2 separate regions of the Canis lupus genome follow, and region 2 is linked to region 1. The links are chromatin contacts, called in public Hi-C maps. All regions are on one chromosome and are shown on one strand. The core of a region is the stretch at or near the end of the contact, and the rest is flanking DNA. Distances in the headings are between cores, read along the strand shown.

The links. Hi-C and Micro-C count contacts between places; a contact is called where the count stands out from the background.
Region 2: a contact with region 1 is called in a Hi-C map of skin fibroblasts, with 1.6 times the contacts expected there. The contact joins two enhancer-like sites. A contact is called at or near these places in 2 of 9 Hi-C or Micro-C datasets (liver and skin fibroblasts).

What each region holds. Positions count from the first base shown.
Region 1 is chr28:25,572,207-25,577,345 of UU_Cfam_GSD_1.0, forward strand. It overlaps ABLIM1 (actin-binding LIM protein 1), which reads right to left. Exons shown (of 26, transcript XM_038578864.1): 16 at 1,305-1,409. Among named protein-coding and RNA genes, the nearest start is that of AFAP1L2, 83 kb to the left of the region's middle. Within about 2 kb of position 1,680, at least 3 of the 20 cell types and tissues checked have an H3K27ac peak or open chromatin away from gene starts, as enhancers often do.
Region 2 is chr28:25,777,637-25,783,441 of UU_Cfam_GSD_1.0, forward strand. The region is part of intron 2 of ABLIM1 (actin-binding LIM protein 1); the gene reads right to left. Among named protein-coding and RNA genes, the nearest start is that of ABLIM1, 62 kb to the right of the region's middle. Within about 2 kb of position 3,760, at least 2 of the 20 cell types and tissues checked have an H3K27ac peak or open chromatin away from gene starts, as enhancers often do.

The DNA of each region.
Region 1 (5,139 bases), core at 430-2,929:
CCCAGTAGATACCAGGGACTCAATTTACTTTTCAACTAATGAGTGGAACAGTGGAAAGCAATGTAATATAATTAAGAATAGTTTTTTAAAACACAGAAACAGTTTTTTTTATGTGCAAGGCTAGTCTGTTGTGCTGATAGAATGTTTGAGAGACTCTTAACTTGTATAGGTCAAATTTAAGAAAAGAAAGGAAAAGAGATGCCAAATACTATTCATTTACTTATGCAGGACCCCATTTGATAATGCTATAGTTTTGCTTTGACTGCAAATACTCAGGAAATTTCAAAAGGTTTGTTTCCCCAGGATTTTGGGCACTGTATCTTGGTGGGGGCATTCTTCATGCAAAAAGTTGCAAATGTACAATACTGATTTTCAAGGTTCAGTGAAGCTCTATATTAAAAGGCAGTTCTATCTTAGTGGTAGGACTCTCACTGAACTTTCCCCTGTTTTATTAGGTAAGTTTGGAATGCAAAAGAAAAAATACTATTACAGATTCCAAATATGTGTCCTAATATTAACATAATGGGTAATTTATTAAACCACTTTCAGTAGCTTAAAAGAAACAAAAAATGTACTTCTGATGGAAAAAAAAAATATCGTGACCTCCGATGGCCAATCTTGCCCTTGAAAATTGAGTTGACCCTAAGTGTTGATATTGATGGGTTCTGAGTTTTCCAGTAGTTGATGGGAATTTACTATTTGTACCATGACAGCAAATGCTTATGACTTCAGCAAAGCTTACAGCACCAAGCCTAAATTGCAAGATATCTTTATGGGCTAAGAAGGTAGTCAGTTGGTTATACATTGCAGAAAGACCAACCAATTGATCCAATTTTACACTTCTCTCAAAGGTCCATAGAAAGAATCTCCATATTGGAGACCAACAGGAAAAAATAAAAGTACTCTTGAGTGACGCTGTGGTTTAATCTTTAGGATGAGAAGATAATTAGATTGCCATTGTGATAATCAATGACACGAAACCACAGAGTGCTATCTTAGAAGGCATTAATATACAGGTAAAAATGAAATCTTAGTCAAAACAAAGCAACTCAACCCTCCTTCCTTCACTCTCTATTTCCCATCTCCCTTCAAAAAATTTTGAGAAAACTCAAGCCTTCCATACAATCCTTGGCATTTCACATCCAAAACCTCTGAATGGCCCTCTGGGTCAGATCCTGCAATTTAGGGTTTGTCGACTGTGTGCACCCCGATGAAGAGAGCGTGAGGAATGAGACGAGACAGGTCACAGGGCTACAATCTACACCGTGACAGGACACCCAGACAAAGACTGTGTCAGCTCCTACCTGGAACATGGAAATGTTTAGGGGCCTGAGCATAAGTTGGAGTGAGAGGACGACTGTCTGGCCGGTAAGGGAGAGGGGAGTTCCGGCCGCTGGACGGCTCATTGCCTCCAATGAGAAGAATGGAGAAAACAAAATAAGAGAAGGGACAGCAATAAAGAAAACAGAGCAAGCATAATAAAAATTCAAAACAAATCGGAAGGAGGTACATCCAAAAGGAGAAACAAAAGAAACAAACTCAATTTATCAACTTGGCTCACAAGGTGATAGAGGGTTTAGTTTTCCACAAGAGAGACTGGAGTTCGCATGGAACTGGGTTAAAAGCAGCTAGCAGTAGGATGCGTCATTCCAATGGCATGCGGTTGACGGCCGTGAGCTAGCAGCAAACTGATTAGATGGAAAGTACATTAAGAGTCATGGAAGGTCACTTGCTAATGATTCAGGTTCAGTTGTCAGACGATTAAATCCCAAGCATGTGAAGGGGCGGGAAATGCAAGCCCAAATACAGTCACTTCCAGGCACGATGGCAGAGGCTGATGACTGCAGTAGTTTTCTCTGAATGGAAGGCTACGTCTGGGAACCTGCATGGTCACCCAGTCCCTCCCCTCAGCAATGCAAAATGCCTGCACTTGCAGCAAATGTTTCTGCTTCCTCACCATGAAATACCATATACACTTTCTCCCAGGGACTTTGAGACCACTTATACCTCTCTCCACCTGTCTCTTCCAAGAGGCTCCACCCAGTCCCACAATTCACCATTAGGTGAATTGAGGCCTCCACTGAGGCTCCACCCAGTCCCAAAACTCCATCTGTGAAACAGGTATGGACACCTACCATGGCTGGGCACTGAGCTATAACCAAGGACATGGAGATGAATAAGATGTTACACCTGCCTATGAGGGGGTCAGGTCTCAGAAGCTAAGGAGACAGGCTATGACGTGGACATGCTTACTCAGGTGACGGTGCCATCAATTCCTCTAGAAAGCTAAGATGTTAGACTGAGCAGGGCATTGAGGAGTAAGCACACCAGGTGGGTGGTGGGCTGAGCGGTGAGCAGGCCCAGATTCTAGATAGCTTGAACTCATCTTGAGGAAGGCAGGCCCATGGTGTGTGGGAACAACAGGACTGGCCACTGGGACTGTACAGCAGGGTGTGCTTAGAGGAGAGAATAGGTAAAGGACTAGAAAAGATTGCTGGCACTTGGCTGTAAAGCTTGGAGTGCCACCAAGGCCACTGTCACTCCCTTCTGATCAGGATGAACTGAGGTCTGTGCTGAACTGGTTGGAGATTAATTGTTATCCTAAACTGTCCTCCTACCTCATGTCTAAGAAAACATCTGCCCCAAGAATACACCAGAAGATGTAGGGGACTATTAAAAGCTAATAAACTATCATGTGATTACTTTTGTTCCTGAGTTATAAATAAGACTTCTTTATACATTCTGGATACAAATCCCTTATCAGATAGATATCTGACTTGCAAATATTTCCTCCCATTCTGCAGGTTGTCTTTCACTATCTTGATAGTGCCCATTGAAGCACAAAAGTTGTAAATTTTGATAAAGTGTAATTTATCATCAATTAATGGTGACATTATGAAATAAATCATAGATCTATAGAAAACAGAGCATGAGCTCATTTCCTCAAGTAAGCCAAGCTTTTCTGAGTCTGTCCACAAAGTATAAAAGATGCCAATTGCTGGAGTTTTAAAATAACATGCTTACTAGAGTTTTAACTTCTCAATACGGTATTTTTAGGTAACCAGAGCACACATTTGTACTGAATGGGCAGCAAGATCTTCCAAATGAGATTTGAATTTGTTGCTGGCTTCAGTTTAGATTCCAGATTTCTGGTTATCATGTTCTGAAGCTTTTCTTTCTTTCTTTTTTTTTTCTTTTTTCCCTTAAGAGTCAGTTTTACAGTTAGTTCCCCATACATTGTAACGTGGACTTTAATATTTAGATCAGATATTAGCTTTGAAAAAGTATGATGTTTCACCCCCAACTGCTGATCTATTAAAAGGTTAATTAAAAAAAAAAAGTTATTTCATGTGTTATCACTATTCCAAAAGATAACCAGTTCATGTCTGAAAAAAAATGAAAAGACACAGGTAGAGGTGAACAGAAGGAAGAATGTGGTTTGCATTTAGAAGGAAATCCTGTCTTAAAGCTGAGGCTGAATTAGAACTGGGTCTCATTCATCTTTCTACGCTCAGCATAGTGCCTGGCCAAGACTAGGTGCCTTCTAAATGTCTGCAAATGAATGACTGAAATAGCTCACAAATGAATTCTTGAGCTATTAATGGCTGCATTTAGTAAGCACCACTGCAGGATTAACAACCATCATCTTGCTCTTGAATAAAGGCAGTCAGATGCCAGTATTGTGCAGCAGGGTCACAGCGGCACCTCTTTTTTTATAACTTTCCCACTAGATCCTCGATGGCCCCAATTTAACTATTTCACTTCAGAGGAAGTGAACAGAATTTATTCACAAGAGTAATCCATAATTGAAAAACACAATACTTCTTGTGAGCTATTCTCAAAAGAAGATCTAGAAAGACAACTTTCTCACCTTATTTGGGGTTGTCTTTTGAAGACTTGCTACATATCTTGAGCACTGGCTGCTACTGCTTCTGAACCATGCTGCTCCCTGCCCTTCAACTCTACCCTCCTTGTACTTGCAGAAGAACATTAGACATCTCAGGGGAATGTTCACACAGGTTTTGGTGATAATGCCCAATCGGATGAAACTCCATTACATTTGTTTTGAAGATTATTAGCCAGTGGCATGCACACACAAAAATATCTGCATAGATGGGATGCAAAGGTTTAAGGATGTTAGAATTAGCATTTGCCCAAGTATTAAGAATCTATCATGGAGATGCTCTGCTGGCAAGTGGCAGTAGGAGCCCACCGCTGCTCAGATATGGTTGACAATTCTCAAAGGCTGGGGAGTGACTGTGAATTCCTGATGGGTGAATTCTGGCTGAATGCTGTTTCTTGTTGGATATAGTTCTATATTAGGCTGCCTATTTCAGCAACCATTGACCTTTCTAGTTGTTTAAAAAAAAAAAACAAACAACCTCACTGCTATGTTCAAGTCCTTATAAATAGATTTAATGCTAGAATCCATTAAAATCTCCCACGAAACATGTTAAAGCACTAGGTAAAGAGAGACTAAGCAATGTACCCATCTAAGGGATTCTGTGCAATATGATTTCCACACGTCACAATGGTTCACTGGGAACGATGTCTCAGAATATTGTTGCTAGGTACCAAACTCTTAGCCCTCAAAATACCAAAGGCAGTAAACATTTTTTGGCTTTTTTTTTTTTTTTCTAATGTAGGGCTTGAAACTTACAACCCTGAGATCAAGACCTGAGTTGAAATCAAGAGTCGGACGCCCTCAACTGAGCCATTCGGAGCACCCCCATTTTTTGGCATTTTAAAAGAAAAAGCAAAATTCTTAAGATGAGTCCTCTTTCCTTTTTCTGACTTAAACATCCAATCTTGAAGTGATAAAACTTTAAATGTATTCTAGAAGGAAACAACTGATGAGGGCCCTAAGAGCTTATTTTTACGTTTGGTGCATTACTTAGGCAAAGTAATATATATGGTGTCAGATGAAAGATCATATACAGAAGATATTACCATCATCATCATCATCAGTTTGAAACATACACTGTTTAAAGGTAATATAATAGCATATATGTTATAGAATGTTGTATCTATCACATTCACAGCCATTTTGTTTCTTAAATAAGTCCTTCCTTGTATTGATTGTCTCTCAGATGTTAGTGATCTTAACTACTGTGATGAGAAGCTACTACGTATATATAT
Region 2 (5,805 bases), core at 2,510-5,009, 210 kb after region 1:
CTCTCTGTAACTATCATAAATAAATAAAAATTATAAAAAAAAAAAAAAGTATATGGATAAACAAATTGTGGTATAGCTTTACAGTGGAATACTACTCAGCAATAAAAAGGGAATGAACTATCTCTATATGTAGGAACATTGATGAACCATGCAGACCTTACCCTGAACCCTACACAAAAGAGTATGTAATATATGAATCCATTTATGCGAAATCCTAAAACAGGCAAAGCTAATTAGAACCATGGTTGTCTGGGGGTTACAGACTTCACTGACAAGGAACACAGGGACTATCTGGGGGATACAGAACTGTTCAATATTGTGATACAAGTATGGGTTACAGGGATGTATCCATCTGTAAAAGTTGTGTAGCCAAGGGACGTCTGGGTGGCTCAGCAGTTGAACATCTGCCTTCAGCTCAGGGCGTGATCCCTAGTCCGGTGATCGAGTCCCACATCGAGCTCCCTGCAGCGAGCCTGCTCCTCTCTCTGCCTGTGTCTCTGCCTCTCTCTCTCTCTCTGTGTCTCTCATGCATAAAAAATAAAATCTTAAAAAAAATCATGTAGCCAAGATTTGTACATTTCAATGTCCATCAATTGCACCTTTAAAAAACAACACTAGAAGGAACAGAAGTTTAGATAAAGCAAGGATGGCAGAGTATTAATGACTGTTGAAATCGAATGATGGATCTATGAGGTTCATTATACTATTTTGGTCATGTTTATGACTGAAATCTTGAAACATATGCAGAGTAAAGGATGTACACTGAATTTTAACTGCGTGTCACAGCAATTCATGATCAGATATTTAGGCTTCTAATATTTTTTAGCTTTAAAATTTCAACTGGCTGATTTCTGTTCTTTGCATTCCTTCCTTTTTGAATGGCAAGCAAAAAATTTCAGTGTTCTATTTTCAAGCTTTTTCTCTAAATACCACACTGTTTGTGAGGGAAGTCTTTATTACTAGTAATCAAAAAGACAAATTGTACACAATTACTAATACATTGCCTTTCTAAAGCATCGGTTTTTGAAATACCATAGATATTTCAATTAGGAGAATTTTAATTAGATGAGTAAAACTTACAGGTCTAGTAAATAATCTGAGGACAGAGTTTGTGGAATTACAAATTTTAATGATAAAAAAATCTGCTTGTATTTTAACACCAATGTTTTCTATATTTCTTGTCTTTAGCCCATGGTCTGTCATGACTATACATTGAACAATATACGAGAAAGAATAAAAACATAGTAAAATGGCATCATACTCAGTATCGCTAGAAGTGTTCATATAAATAAATTAACCTCACCAATTAAAATACTAGACATTCTGAGGTTTCCATATGATTCATTTTTAAGTGATTTAAATATCTTATTTAAAAGATTACTTCATTTGTTAATTTTTTAAACAGAAATTATATCTGATACTATTACTAAATACATGAACTCGAGGAGTATCTAAATAAATTAATTCAGACATTTGTAAACCCTAATAAGAGAAATTCTATCACATATAATTTATGCTGAGTAAAACTTGATAGTTATGATGCATGGAATAGCCTTCGCGAAATACTTTGAGTTTTACAATCTTAGATATAAACAAAATAAAATTATATGCACCTTCAGCCCGAAATGCCTTATAAACTTCCTCACCGACATACTCTCTACCTACTGATCCAAAGTATTTTACTCACTTTTGACAATCAATTCAAAGACCACTTCTTCCTTGAAGCTTCCCCTTCAGTTCCTAGTCTAATTCATTACTCTACCTTCTGCTGCTACAGCAGTTTATCTAACCTAAATTATAGCACATTGATGTCATGGGATCATTTGTTGCGTGTTTCCCAACAGATGTAGGTTTTTAGTAATGGTGGACGAAGTGGTAGGTATTACTGTACTCATCCTACAGATGACAAACCAAAAACTGAGAAAGATGAAACTTCCCCTCGGGGCCCACTGCCTTCAGTGGATCCTTGTGTCCCAAGCCCATGCTCTTAAAGACCATAGGAAGACTGTCCTCAGAGCTGCCTAAGCAGATGACAATCGCCTCCAAAGTACCTGGTCTGTGCTTTACACCTTACATATTCTATATGTTGAATTTGGTCTTAGTTTACATTCAACACTGTGAGAATAAGACATTCAATTAAAATAGCTTATCAGTTCACTCATGTGAGCAGAGTTCAGAAGGTTCCCAAACGTGGGCTGGGGGCATGGTACACCATCACCCTCTACTGGAGAATCAGTTTCTCACATGAAACTTGCATGCCTTCTCACCAGAATGAGCTAGACTCCACTTAGGAGTCAATGTACTCAATATTTATTCCCTGGGGAAATCTGTGGATTCTCTTTGTAGAAATAATGTGTAAAGTGTATACTTACATGCCCAGAAATGCCGGAAAACAAAAGCTATTGGGCTTATGCCCCCATGAAACATGAACTAGTTCTCAATAATGTGGTTAGATCAGCAAGGACTGACTTGAATAACAGGGATATTCTATGCCTGTAGGACTCTATGCCTAACTTCAGGCTGCCACTTGCCACCTGTAATTTACTTGGCATTTTTGTGGTTTGGCTTTTCTAATAACTTGGTGATTTGAATAATTTCCCATTTTCTCTCTCTCTCTCTCTCTTTTCCCTTCCCTCTTCCTTCTGCTCTTTTCCCCTCTTTCTGCCATACATGCTCTATCACAACATCTCTAAGGTATCTTGGAGTAACAAGAATTTAAATAGTAACCATATAAACTATGAAAAAGTAACTGTGTAGTGCTTCTTAGTAGAATATTTTTTAAAAGGGAAATTATCTATAAATTTGTGTTAGCCAGCTAGCTACTAAACTAGAAGTTGGGATGTGCATTACTCATTGGCAGAGATTTCCTAATGCTCTGTTTCAGCTTTCCTTAAATTGGTTATAGCTCATTTATTTTTCATATAATTTTCAATAAAGTGATTCACTGGCAAAGCCTGACTTTGGTCAGTCCGAGGGGGAAAAAGATTAACTTAATGGCAGGGTAAATCAGTCTCCCCCTTCTGAGTGGCTGTGAGGTCCAATGTCTTTTTTCTGGCAAGCCTGGGAATGTGAAAGTACACTTTGTTACAGACTGTTTCTACAAAGAGAATCCACAGATTGTTTCCAAGGATAAAGATTTAGTGGATCACCAACTCTAATAAGGAGTCAAGTCCAACTTCAGTGAGTTCTGATTCTCAAAGACAAACTCATGAATAGTTCATAAGCTGAAGTAAAAAAGCTGCTTTATAATTCCTTTCATGTATACTAGTCTTAAGACTTTTTCAAAGGTTTGGGTAATTTTGCCAAACATTTCTGAGCTCACTGAAGGACCTTTTAAATAATACGGTGAGGGCAAAGAAATAGAAGTTTGAGCTCCCTTTTTCATCAGCACCAGGTCTGGTTCTTCAACTAAACATGTGCAGAGTCAGCTCAAAATCAGCTGAGAAATGTCTGGTTCGTGCCATGACCTCTAAATGGAAATGTACTTAGATATAGGGATATTTGTGCTTATGCTCAAGACTTCTGGGCGAGAGCATAGGAATTCTTTAAATGCTGAAACCAGACAACAGGCAGAACCCTGGCTTGACTAGAACATACCAGCCTGAGCTATGTTTTAAAGCAATAGTTTATTGACAAAGTCTTAAGAACAGGATATGAAGCCAACAAGTAAGTATACTCGCTAGACATCAACCGATAGCCGGAAGTCAGATATGAGCACCCATGAGGATCTTGCCAGATCCACAAGGGGACACAGGTCACTGGTGGGCAAGATGCAAGTTAGCCGGGAGGGGCAAAGGCCTGAAATGTGGAAACTAGAAGGAGTATTCCAAAAAACATTGTTTGAAAGAATGAAGGAACTGGGGGTGGTTTGGGGATAAGCAAACACAGGAGACAGAGAAAATATAAGAAGCCACTCATTCAACAAAACTGGATGTAGGCCCTTGGTGAAAAAGTCTGTATACCATGCCAGGCACAAAAACAAATGCACTCTCTTGAATATAGTGCCATGCAAGAGCAGAAATGAGCAAGAAATGAAGTCATGGCATCTTCCAAGGACAGTGATTTAAGATATCATTTTACTTTGTGCAGGTAGCCTCAACATTCAAAATCATAACAAAAATGTGAAAGTGTTTGAAATAATCTTGTTTTGTGTGTAGAACCCTGCAGAATAAGGGCCTCGGTGTGGGTGGTGGGACAGGGGTGCTAATCAAATTGTTTGTAAATATATTTCTTTACGTTGTTTTCCAAGACAAATAGCCAATGGGTCAGGTTTACCCTGCTAACTCAAATACAAAGCAATCACCACTCTTCCCAAAAAGGACTGGATCCATTTATAAGTCACCAAGTCAAACTCAAATCTCCAAACCTGAATTTCAAGTGCAAGACTATACTCCTTCTTGATGTCACCCAAGAATCTGACAATCAATTAGCCGGAATCTGTTGATTATCTATTACGAGCAGAATAAATGATATCTAATTAGGTAAGGAGACAAAACGAACGACATGCAAATAAGTACAGCAAAGGGCAAAGGATTAGAAGGCCTTTGGGAGTTAAATCAATTTAGGCATAAAAAAAATTAGGTATAGGCTCTCTTTATAGGACAGACTTCATATTATTTTTTTTTACAAAGCTCATTCTATTATCTGAGTCACATAAATAATAATGTATTAGCAGCAGCAGCAGCACCAGCGTGGTCACCAATTCACTGTCAGTTTCCAGGATACCCTTATCAATCAGTAAATCCTATACAATGAGTTTTTCTCACATATGTCCCCTAGCAACATTGATACCAAACTTGACCCTGAGAAACAAGTCAATGCGCATTCCAAAATGCTGGAAGTACAAACAGCAGGCAGTTACAAATCCCAACACCCATTTTTTTTTTCCTGGTATACAAAGTACAGCTTGCAGTCTACAAGAGGAGAGAGAACCATTTCCAGACACCAATGTGACGAAGCCTGAGGCTAGAGACATCCAAAGCAATTGCTGAATTATGATCGGCAGAAGAAGGGTCATAAGAGATAAGCTTTGAGGGAAATATTTTCCTAAAAGCAGAGAACTTGTTCTGTTGTTTGACATGCAACATCCCCCAAAGGGTTTCATTATCCCAACTCGATATAAAAAGAATGACCTGCTACTCTGATTCATTATGTTTCGGAGTTTTAACAGTAAAAAAAAAAAAAAAAAAGGTTAAGGCCCTGCCCAGTCCTGTGGAAAACCAAAACAACCTCTCCTTAGACTTCCAGGAAGCCTATATACTTTCACACATGCAGAATGGCAAATGAGGCCAGCTCTGCTCATAGAAATAAAATGTGAGTCAATGCTATCATTTAACTCTTCCTAGTAACTGCATTTAAAACGTAAAAGGAAACAAGTGAAATTATAACAATTACTTCATCTAACTGAACATATCAAAATACACTATCCCTTCAACGAGTAGTCAATTAGACACACAGGGTCTACTATGGGGCCACTGCTGGTCAGAGGCCATAATGCCTCCCAAGTTCTCCAGTTGGTAGGATTTGGTTTTGCTTTGGATGACAAATCTAAACTGCCTTGGGCCTCCTGAGCACTAGTCATTGCAAACTGGTCACCAACAGAGTTTTCAGCGTTTTGCTAAGCTTCTTTGCTAATCGCTCTTCTTCCAAGTCTGTTTTGATGGCAGGTCTTGAATTTGTCCACATGTGGCGCTGCAGACAAAGCACGTACAACTCCACTGTCCTGGTGATGGGAAACCCTATTAAAACCTTCCTTAGCCCTAAGGGAGAGGGCATTCTAAAAAGGAATGACCAAGAGGAGGATGG